Linked DNA regions of Gossypium hirsutum: region 1 is linked to region 2. Evidence: chromatin contacts called from public Hi-C data. All regions are on one chromosome and are shown on one strand. Each heading gives the region's core, a stretch centred on a gene start, on an enhancer-like site or on the middle of the called end of the contact. The rest is flanking DNA. Distances are from core to core; before and after follow the strand shown. Region 1 holds the start of LOC107948922 (L-type lectin-domain containing receptor kinase S.4). Region 2 holds the start of LOC107948911 (expansin-A6).

Region 1 (4,244 bases), core at 1,045-3,544, 600 kb after region 2:
CGACATTTCACCTTCATCATATTTGCCATTCAGCCTAATGTCTGCCACATCAAGGAGTCTCCCTTGTATGAACTTCTCCCATACCCAATCAACCAACACTAATTCCTCAGGCAAGGCCTTCGGCTCAATTGGCCTACGCCCACAAGCAACTTCAAGCAATAATGCACCAAAAGCAAAGACATCGGAGCACGTTGTGGCCTTTCCTGTCTTGGGTAGCTCTGGTGCTAGATATCCCAATGTACCAACCACCCGAGTTGTCCCCGGATTTGAACCGTGTTCGTACAATCTTGCAAGGCCAAAATCTCCTAATCTTCCATTCAATTCATTATCTAATAACACGTTACTTGCCTTAACATCTCTATGAATCACAATTTGTTCATAGCCTTCGTGTAAATAAATAAGACCCGAAGCAACACCTTTGATAATACTGAATCTTTGCTCCCAATTCAAGATTATTTTAGGCTCATCAAACAAAAACTGATCTAAGCTGCCATTAGCCATGAAATCATAAACAAGAAGAAGATCACCTCTTCTCCTGCACCATCCCAGTAACTGAACCAAGTTCCTGTGGCGAAGCCTTCCAATACTAGCAATTTCTGATACGAATTCACGCAAACCCTGCTTCGATTCATGAGAAACTCGCTTCACAGCAACTTCAGTCTTTGAATTTCGAAGCGTTCCTTTGTAAACTCTGCCAAATCCACCTTGACCAAGTAAGTTTTTGTCACTGAAACCATTGGTTGCTTTCTTGAGTTCTCCATAAGAATATCTTTGTGGTCCAATCTCCAGCTCCCAATCTTCAATCACATCAGCGTTTTTAATTTTGATAATGATATAAATGACAATGGAGACAGCAATTATGACAAGAATGACACAGGAAACAGAGACACCAACTGTTAAAGCTGTATGCTTTTTTAGTGGTCCGGGGAGCGAACGCAGAGAAGATAGATCGAGAGCCTGAGCTTGTCCATTGATTTTAAAGCTCCAACCTAAAACATAATGCGAGCTAGCAAGTAACCCTGTTGAAGCTGAGAAACCAACGTACATAAACTCTTGAAGAAACGGTGAAAGATCTACATGATACGACAAGATCGGCAATCTGGGTCTTGTCGAATTCGGTGCGATGGTTACATTGAAGACGTTTTCAACTGAATCATAATCGATCCAAACTTGGATAGGGTTTCCACTTTTGAGAGTAAGATTTTGCTTCGTGGAAACATCGGTGAAGTAAGCGGCAGGAGCCGAAGCATTTGACACCATGCTGTTGATGTCGATGCCAATATGGTTGTCATTGATGTCCTGGAACTCAAAATCCTGCACCGTGTCGAACTCTACTGCAACCAGATGGTTTGTGAGGTTCCCATTATCAGTTGCGTTAAGGATTCCTAGATACTGACTTGGAAGTGCTTTCAGATCTCTAGAAGTGGCGATTGTGAAAGCAAGGCCATGCCCACCTAGCTTTAAATACTCAGGAACTATAACGAAAGCAAAAGAGGTGGAAAAGGAAAAAGCTTGCCCATTGCTGGATTTCTTGAATCTAAATGGAGAGTTGTAAAAAGCATGACCCTGTAGACGACTGGTGTCATTTGTTAAGCAGAGAATGCCATGTTTATCAATCCGTGCAATCCCTGTTACTGTTAAGTTGCTGGGGTTTAAGCCTTTGAATCCAGGGAAGAACACCTCGGTGGACTGTGAAGAAGCAGCTGAGATAAAGAGAAAGAAAAGTAGGAGGAAATAAGCCATGTTAAGGGCAAACGAGAGATGGAATCAGGGTAAAGAAAAAGGATGAGAAATTGAAAAAATAAACGTGAGAGAGATGGGAATTTTAATTTAAGCCTTGAAGAAACAATATTGAGAGCACCTTTTAGGTGTGGTTTTTGTTGAAAGAGTAGTGGAAACTTGAAAGAGATCTCATGATAATGATAGAGATTAGAAGGGCCAGTGAAGGGTTTCCAAGCAGAAAGCTCGAAACATTGGGCACCAATTTGGGTATAACACATATATGGGCCAACAGCTATAGATAGAGAGGAAGTGCAACAGATGGTGACGCGTGTTCTGGAATTTGGTCAGGTTCTGGCACAGACCACACCGAGCAGAAGAGGGTTTCATTTATGGGTGCCTTTTCTTTTTTTCCGGATTAGCCCACATCAGTTACCCTTTTAGACCTTGGAAAGGAATTTATTTGACTTCCGAAGTTGATTTAAAACAAACTCGAAGGGGATTCAAGTTTATTGCTAATCTTCCATTCTCAAATTGTATTTTTCTGTTGAAAATTAAAAATAAAATATTCTCCTTGATGCAGCCAAGAGCCAACAGAGGACTAAAGCTTTGTTTATTCAAACTCAAGGCATTCAAGAAAGCAGGCAGGCTGAGGACAAGAGTTTTTCCCGGCAAAATGATCCTTTTTTACTCTTTAACTTAAAACAATTATAATGGATAACAAGGATGTAACGGTAATGTTACTTTACTTTAGCATTATTTTTAAGAAGTGTTCATGATAAGTGATTTTGATAAATATTGCTAAAATGTGTTTTTAGAAATAAATTGTCTATTTAGATAGTGTATTATAAAGTAATAAATAAGCATTTAAATAATGTTTAAATTAGTTAATATTATGATATTTTAATAAGAATATAAAAAATAATTTATTATAATTTGTTGTTAATATTTTAATATATAAAAAATAAATTTTAAATATTTTTTAAGCAATTAACTAGAGAAAGGAAAGTATCATATGCTTGATGAATGAGATCGTAATTAAGCTGTCAAAAGTACTTTTTAGATAGAAAAGTTAAAAATTTTAACTTCTACTTTAGGAAGAGTACTTTTGAAAAGTCAAAAATTTCCTTCAAAAGTTATTTGTTTAGTATTTATTTTGCTTTAAAAGTGGTTTTTATATTAAAAGTGATTTTAAAAAGTAATGCTAAACACAGCCTTCATCTTATAATTCATCGTTGAATTAATTGTTTAATTTAATATTTATAATAATGATAAATGTATTTATCAAATTCTTCTATTATAAAGATTTGATCAAATGAGTTCATTTATTATTAAATAGATCAATTTAATCCATAAATTGAAACGAAATTAACATTTATTATTTAAAAAATGATATGATTATTCATAAATAAATCAGGTCCATACAAAATATTTCATTATAATCATAAAAAACTTTCAAAATATAATTTTATTAAACAAAAATAATATTTTTAAATAATAAGTGTTAATTCTATTAAATTTAAATTTTTTTTGAAACATTAAGCTTCCATTATGCATTAATTAGAGAAATTTGAGTCAAAACAAAGAAAAATAGAACATTTTCTTAATCAGCCCTTAGGCTTCCTAAATCACGCCACCTGTCCCTATATTCATTGCATCCTGTGGGTGGTGCCTTGGGCAGTTAATCCTACTCCCTAAACAAACATCTAGACCTCACATGAACTGAAGCTCCTCAATTCAAATCCTAATAAATAAAAGCAACAAGAAAAATCCTAAAATCAAAAAAACCTTTCCCCTTCCCTTCTCATTTTTAACTACATCTGTTGAAGAGTTTCTTTTGCTTGAGAACTTGGAACCCACAAGATTTTGTGCTAAAACAATTTTCTTCCCACAGTTCCTTCTATTAACTGAGCTCATCGGAGGCCTTGTTCTTTCTTCTTCGGACTCAGACCCTTAAAACTGTCATCGACTCTGTATCCTCCTTTTTCCTTTCTTTGTTCCTTTGTCTCTTTTTTTTTTTTTTTAGTTTTGCGATTTTGGTGACTATAGTTCTCATAAATAAGAAACCAGTGTTCTTTTTTGTGTTTTTGTGCCCTCATTCCATACCCCTTTGATCCTTCTGAATGAATGGATCGTCCTCCCTCGGAGTTTTTTTCCACCCAAAAGGTCGGCAAATCCCTTCCTTTTCCCCACATTACGATCACATGTGCTGCTTCATTTGCTTCCTGAGGTATGTGTCGATACATAAGACTTCTAAATTTTCTTGCTTTGTTTCTAATTTCATCAATAATTCCTCCGATAACTGACCGATCAATATAATCATCATTTTTTTGAAGCTTTTTTACGACATTCAGTGAATCTCCTTCTAAAATGATGTATTGAAACCCTAGGTTTTCTGCGAAGGCTACTTCGTGAAGGCGTGCATAGGTTTCTACTATTGTTGCATCTCGTATGTTCTCAATCGAGTAGGTGCATGAACCGATTACAAAACCGTTGTTATTTCTTACTATAATTCCAGAAACTGC
Region 2 (4,306 bases), core at 1,771-4,270:
AACTGCCATCAATTGTTTGTTCATCCGCAACTAATTTAGCTCCTCAAATATATGACATTCTTCATCCTTACCTTTACAACACATCTCGGATGGAATAATAAATGGGTTGCCTCCGTTGGATCTTTTCTACACTGAAGTGGGCTAAAACATAGCGATATTAGTAATTATATTTATCATTTTAATTAGCAGCCGTCTTAGCTCAGCTGGTAGAGAGCGTGGCTTTTAACCACGTGGTCGCGGGTATTCCCACAGACGGCGTCTAATTCATTTGAATTTATAAGTTTTAGCGAAAAGGAACACGCACGTTACCACTTTTAGTTTAAAAGCCCAGATCAATCTCACCCACTATTTTTTTCCTCTAAAAGGTAAGTTTTATTATTTTCTGACAAGATGAAATCATTCAAGCAATTTATTGTTATTAATATTCAATATAAGCTTATTATAAAACTGCTATTATTTTATAAAACAGGCTTCTGCAATTTTGGTTTTGTGGAGGGGATGGATTGAACTCTGTTTAACATGGCCTACTCTGAACTCTGTTTAACATGGCCTACTCCACCGGCCTATTTTTTACCTAAAAAGACAAACGATAACAACATGGTATTTCTTTTAAAAAATAAAATAAAATTAGATAAGTTTGATTCTTAATCCGTAAATTAAGAAAAAAGAAAAACCATTTGTCTGCAAAAATAAATGTATGAAAGAGCATATTCAGTCAGTAGAATGAAAAATAACAGAATGGAGGCCAAATTTTTTATATTTTTACTTGTAAAGCAAGCTTAGCATATTTATAAATGGATGTCTAGGGTACATCATTATCATTATTGGAAGAGAGGAAATTAACCCAAATGGCCCTTTTTGTTTTCTTCTTTTTTATCTAAATTTGGAATGTGATGTCCATCAGAATCAGAAATGGCCCACTTCCTTTTATCACAATCTTCAATATAATTGCCATTGCAACAAAGACAAAGAAGCAATTGCCTTTTCAATTATTTAACGTAGAGACACAAGAAAGACATTGCAGATCAAGAAAATATTGTTTTGGTTTATCTAAATCTCTCTTATTCTCATAGCAGTAAAAATGAAACTACTATATGACTCGAGTGCTGCGGGCTGCATGTTTTCTTTTGCTTTGCAGCCGCTTCAGCACCCCCACCTTACAACTTTTTTTGCCATCAGCTGGAATTTTTTTTACTGTTACCCACCAGCTTACTTGCAATTCACAAACAAAAGAACTACAAAATGCAACACTCATGACTCAAATCCAACAACACACACAATGGTCACTTGGTGACTTTGCTATCTATTTTTCTTTTCCGTAAAGTCCTACCCAAAAGCCCATTTTTACCCACCCGCCACTTCAAATTTTCCCGAGAAAATAAAGGAAAATTGAAGGGCAGGAAAGAGAAAGTTAAATTGAAGAAGTGGTAATAAAAATTAAAAGGGGAAAGAAGTGTGTTTAAAATCAAACACGGAAATTCTTTGCGGTGAAGGTTTGTCCGAACTGCCAATTAGCTGGTGCCACGTTCCAGGAGGTGGAGGTTCTTCTATCACTGCCCGTCACTCTAAACGAGAGTTGTTGGCCTACCAAAACGGCGTTGGACTGCCAGTTCTGACCCCAGTTACGGCTCATGCTCAACCAACCGGTGTTGGTTCCTTTCACGCTCACCTTCACAATATCCCCCGCACCCGCCACGTTGGTGACCAAAACCAAGTTGAAATAACGGAATCCGTTGATAGTGAATCTAATTCCACCTTGCTTTCGGCATGGCACTCTGTCAATCAATCAATAATTTAATAAGAAGGGTGTTTGTGGAAATTACATAAATTGAAAGCCCTTTTTTCCTGCATTAATGATGGTATGTCGTCAATTTTGTCGTTTAAGGAGGATGTCTGAATGGGCGGAAAATCTTGGTGATCCCCAAATTTACAGTACTGCCCTGGTAATCATTGGGAATCGAGAGAGGAGGGGTGTTTGGGTCATTCCAGGCGTCACAGGAAAACCGTTGGATCTAAGTGTGGGTAAAGGATATTAAATTCTGGATTGATTCTCAAAATCTCAACAGACCCCGAGATAATGAGGTCATAAAGGGCGATTCTTTTGAGGCCCTCCTTTTGCCTTTCCCAAGGAAGTACGTAAAAAGTTATTTTAATTAAAAACAATACTGTGTTTGGTTCCTAAATGTATACACATTTCACCACCCTTCTCTTCGTAAAAATACTAATAAATGGAAGAGTAATGAGGGAGACTGACCTGCGGAAGGAAACGGGGACAATACCAGCACGGTACTCGGCGATCTTAAGGAACATAGGCATGGCAAGGTCAAAGTGAGGGCGAGGAGGGTTACACCAGCCGCCATTATCACTTGGGAGAGCATAGTTAGGAGGGCAAAAGTTAGTAGCAGTAATAAAAATGGAAGGGTTGCCTGGGTGGCACCATCTTGGGTCATCCGTGCACTTGATCTCAAAGCAAGCTCCGCAGCTTAGCCCATTGTTGAAAATGGCTGTGCTTAATGCTGCAGTGTTCACGCCATACCCTTGGCTGTACAGATTCCCATACCCACATGCACCGCCTTAACAAACAAAAAAGGGAAACAATTGAAGGCATTTTAATGGACATGAAGAAAATAATGCAATGCAATAAAATAAAAAAAAAGAAGACGAAACAGAGATTTTGTTGGAAAATGCATGTTAACAAAATGGGTTATTTTTTTACCGCTTTGCACTAGAAGTAAAACAAAATATTAAATGTTATAAGATTAATAGAAAGAAAGAAATACCCATAGTTCCAGAAGCATCACTGCCACCATAAAAAGTAGCATGGGCAGATTCCCAAGAGCCACCAGTGTAAACTCCAGGGATTCTTGCATTCACCATGCCAAAAAGGCACATCAATGAAGCAAAGCATAGCAGTGTCAAGGAAGAAGAAGAAGCGTCAACAGCCATTGTTTTATTTAAAGAGGAAATTATGAGGTAAAAGAAAGAAAGGGTGATTCGTTAACTTTGGGGCGAATGGAAAGCGGGAAGAAAGTTGGGGGGGTACTTATTGAGGAACCGGAAGAGTGAAGAGTGGGGGCCCACAATAAATGAATGCAGTCCATTTCTCATTAACCCCATTTTTCTGCAATTAAAATTCAAACCTCACAACTTTTATTATTACTATTTAAGACATGTTTGGTTTTGTTCCTAAGACTCCGAAATTTGAAGGCCATGTGGCTCACACATGGGCAGTTCTTAATTTTGTTTTAGTCAAAGAGTGGTGCAAAAATTGAAGACCTAATTACCATAATTGGAATGCTTGCACATGCATCCTTCACGTAAGATGGTACTAGAAAGTTTAAGCTTTTTGATTTCACACATAAATCAGTTCTTTTTAGAAGAATCTTTAAAATAAGGTTTAATTATTCAGATTGAAACATTGAAATGCAACACTCATTTGCTTATGGAGAAAATAGCGGTGAAGGCTCAAGTAAAAAAGTCAATATCTCGGATAGGTGTCTCAAAGGTGTTGTTTGAAGAGATGTTTAAATAGGTGTTTGAACAAAAAGTAAATCAGTCCTAACAAGTTCAGAGACATATTAGGAGAATGGAGATAGTACAAGTGTGAAATCATAAATTAAACAAAAAAAAAAGTTAAACTAATACCTAATTATGTAGGTGATTCTTTTTTGTTCACACAACTATAAAAATTCTCAATTTAATCATTAAATTTTTTTCAAAATTTGATTTTGTAGTCTACTGTTAAATGGGTAATGAAAATCTAATAATTTTTAGATTTCTACGTGGGTAAGTAAAGTAGTTTATTGTTTCCTCTTCACTTGACTTAGCCGTCGTCGCCCTACTCCGGTGGCTATTCCTATCCATTTACTTCATTTTATTGAAGGAAAGTAATTCCTCCCATATTGTCACAACAAATATGCATTGGAAAGTAAGTAATGAACCACATAATTAAACATTTTCTATTACTATATTGATAATACAATTTCACAAATAAAGTAGGTGGGACTTTAAAGATGCTACCAATTGAATTCTAAACTTTCAATTTCCAATATTATAAAACATTTAATTGATTCATCAACATTCACAAAATTTATAAGAAATTACTGAATTATTTGAAATATATGCAAACTAATATATATTAAAGTATTGAAAATTGGCACTAGAAGATAAACAGAGGGGTTATTTGCAGCATAAACCCCTTCGTATTATTTATTTTTATAAGGCTTTCTACTTTCTTTTATTTACTAATCTAGCCCTTTCAATTTTATAGTTATTCTTAATTCAAAAATGACTTAATAATATTATT

What was found. A called contact is a pair of places that touch in the nucleus more often than the background predicts.
Region 1: a contact with region 2 is called in a Hi-C map of leaf, with 1.6 times the contacts expected there. The contact joins the promoter of LOC107948922 here to the promoter of LOC107948911 in region 2. A contact is called at or near these places in 2 of 34 Hi-C or Micro-C datasets (both in leaf).

Annotation. Positions count from the first base shown.
Region 1 is chrA04:73,775,898-73,780,141 of Gossypium_hirsutum_v2.1, forward strand. It overlaps LOC107948922 (L-type lectin-domain containing receptor kinase S.4), which reads right to left and starts at 2,295. Exons shown (of 1, transcript XM_016883585.2): 1 at 1-2,295. The coding sequence starts at 1,743.
Region 2 is chrA04:73,174,030-73,178,335 of Gossypium_hirsutum_v2.1, forward strand. LOC107948911 (expansin-A6) reads right to left here and starts at 3,021. Exons shown (of 3, transcript XM_016883572.2): 1 at 2,781-3,021; 2 at 2,255-2,573; 3 at 969-1,775. The coding sequence starts at 2,946. The coding sequence ends at 1,466.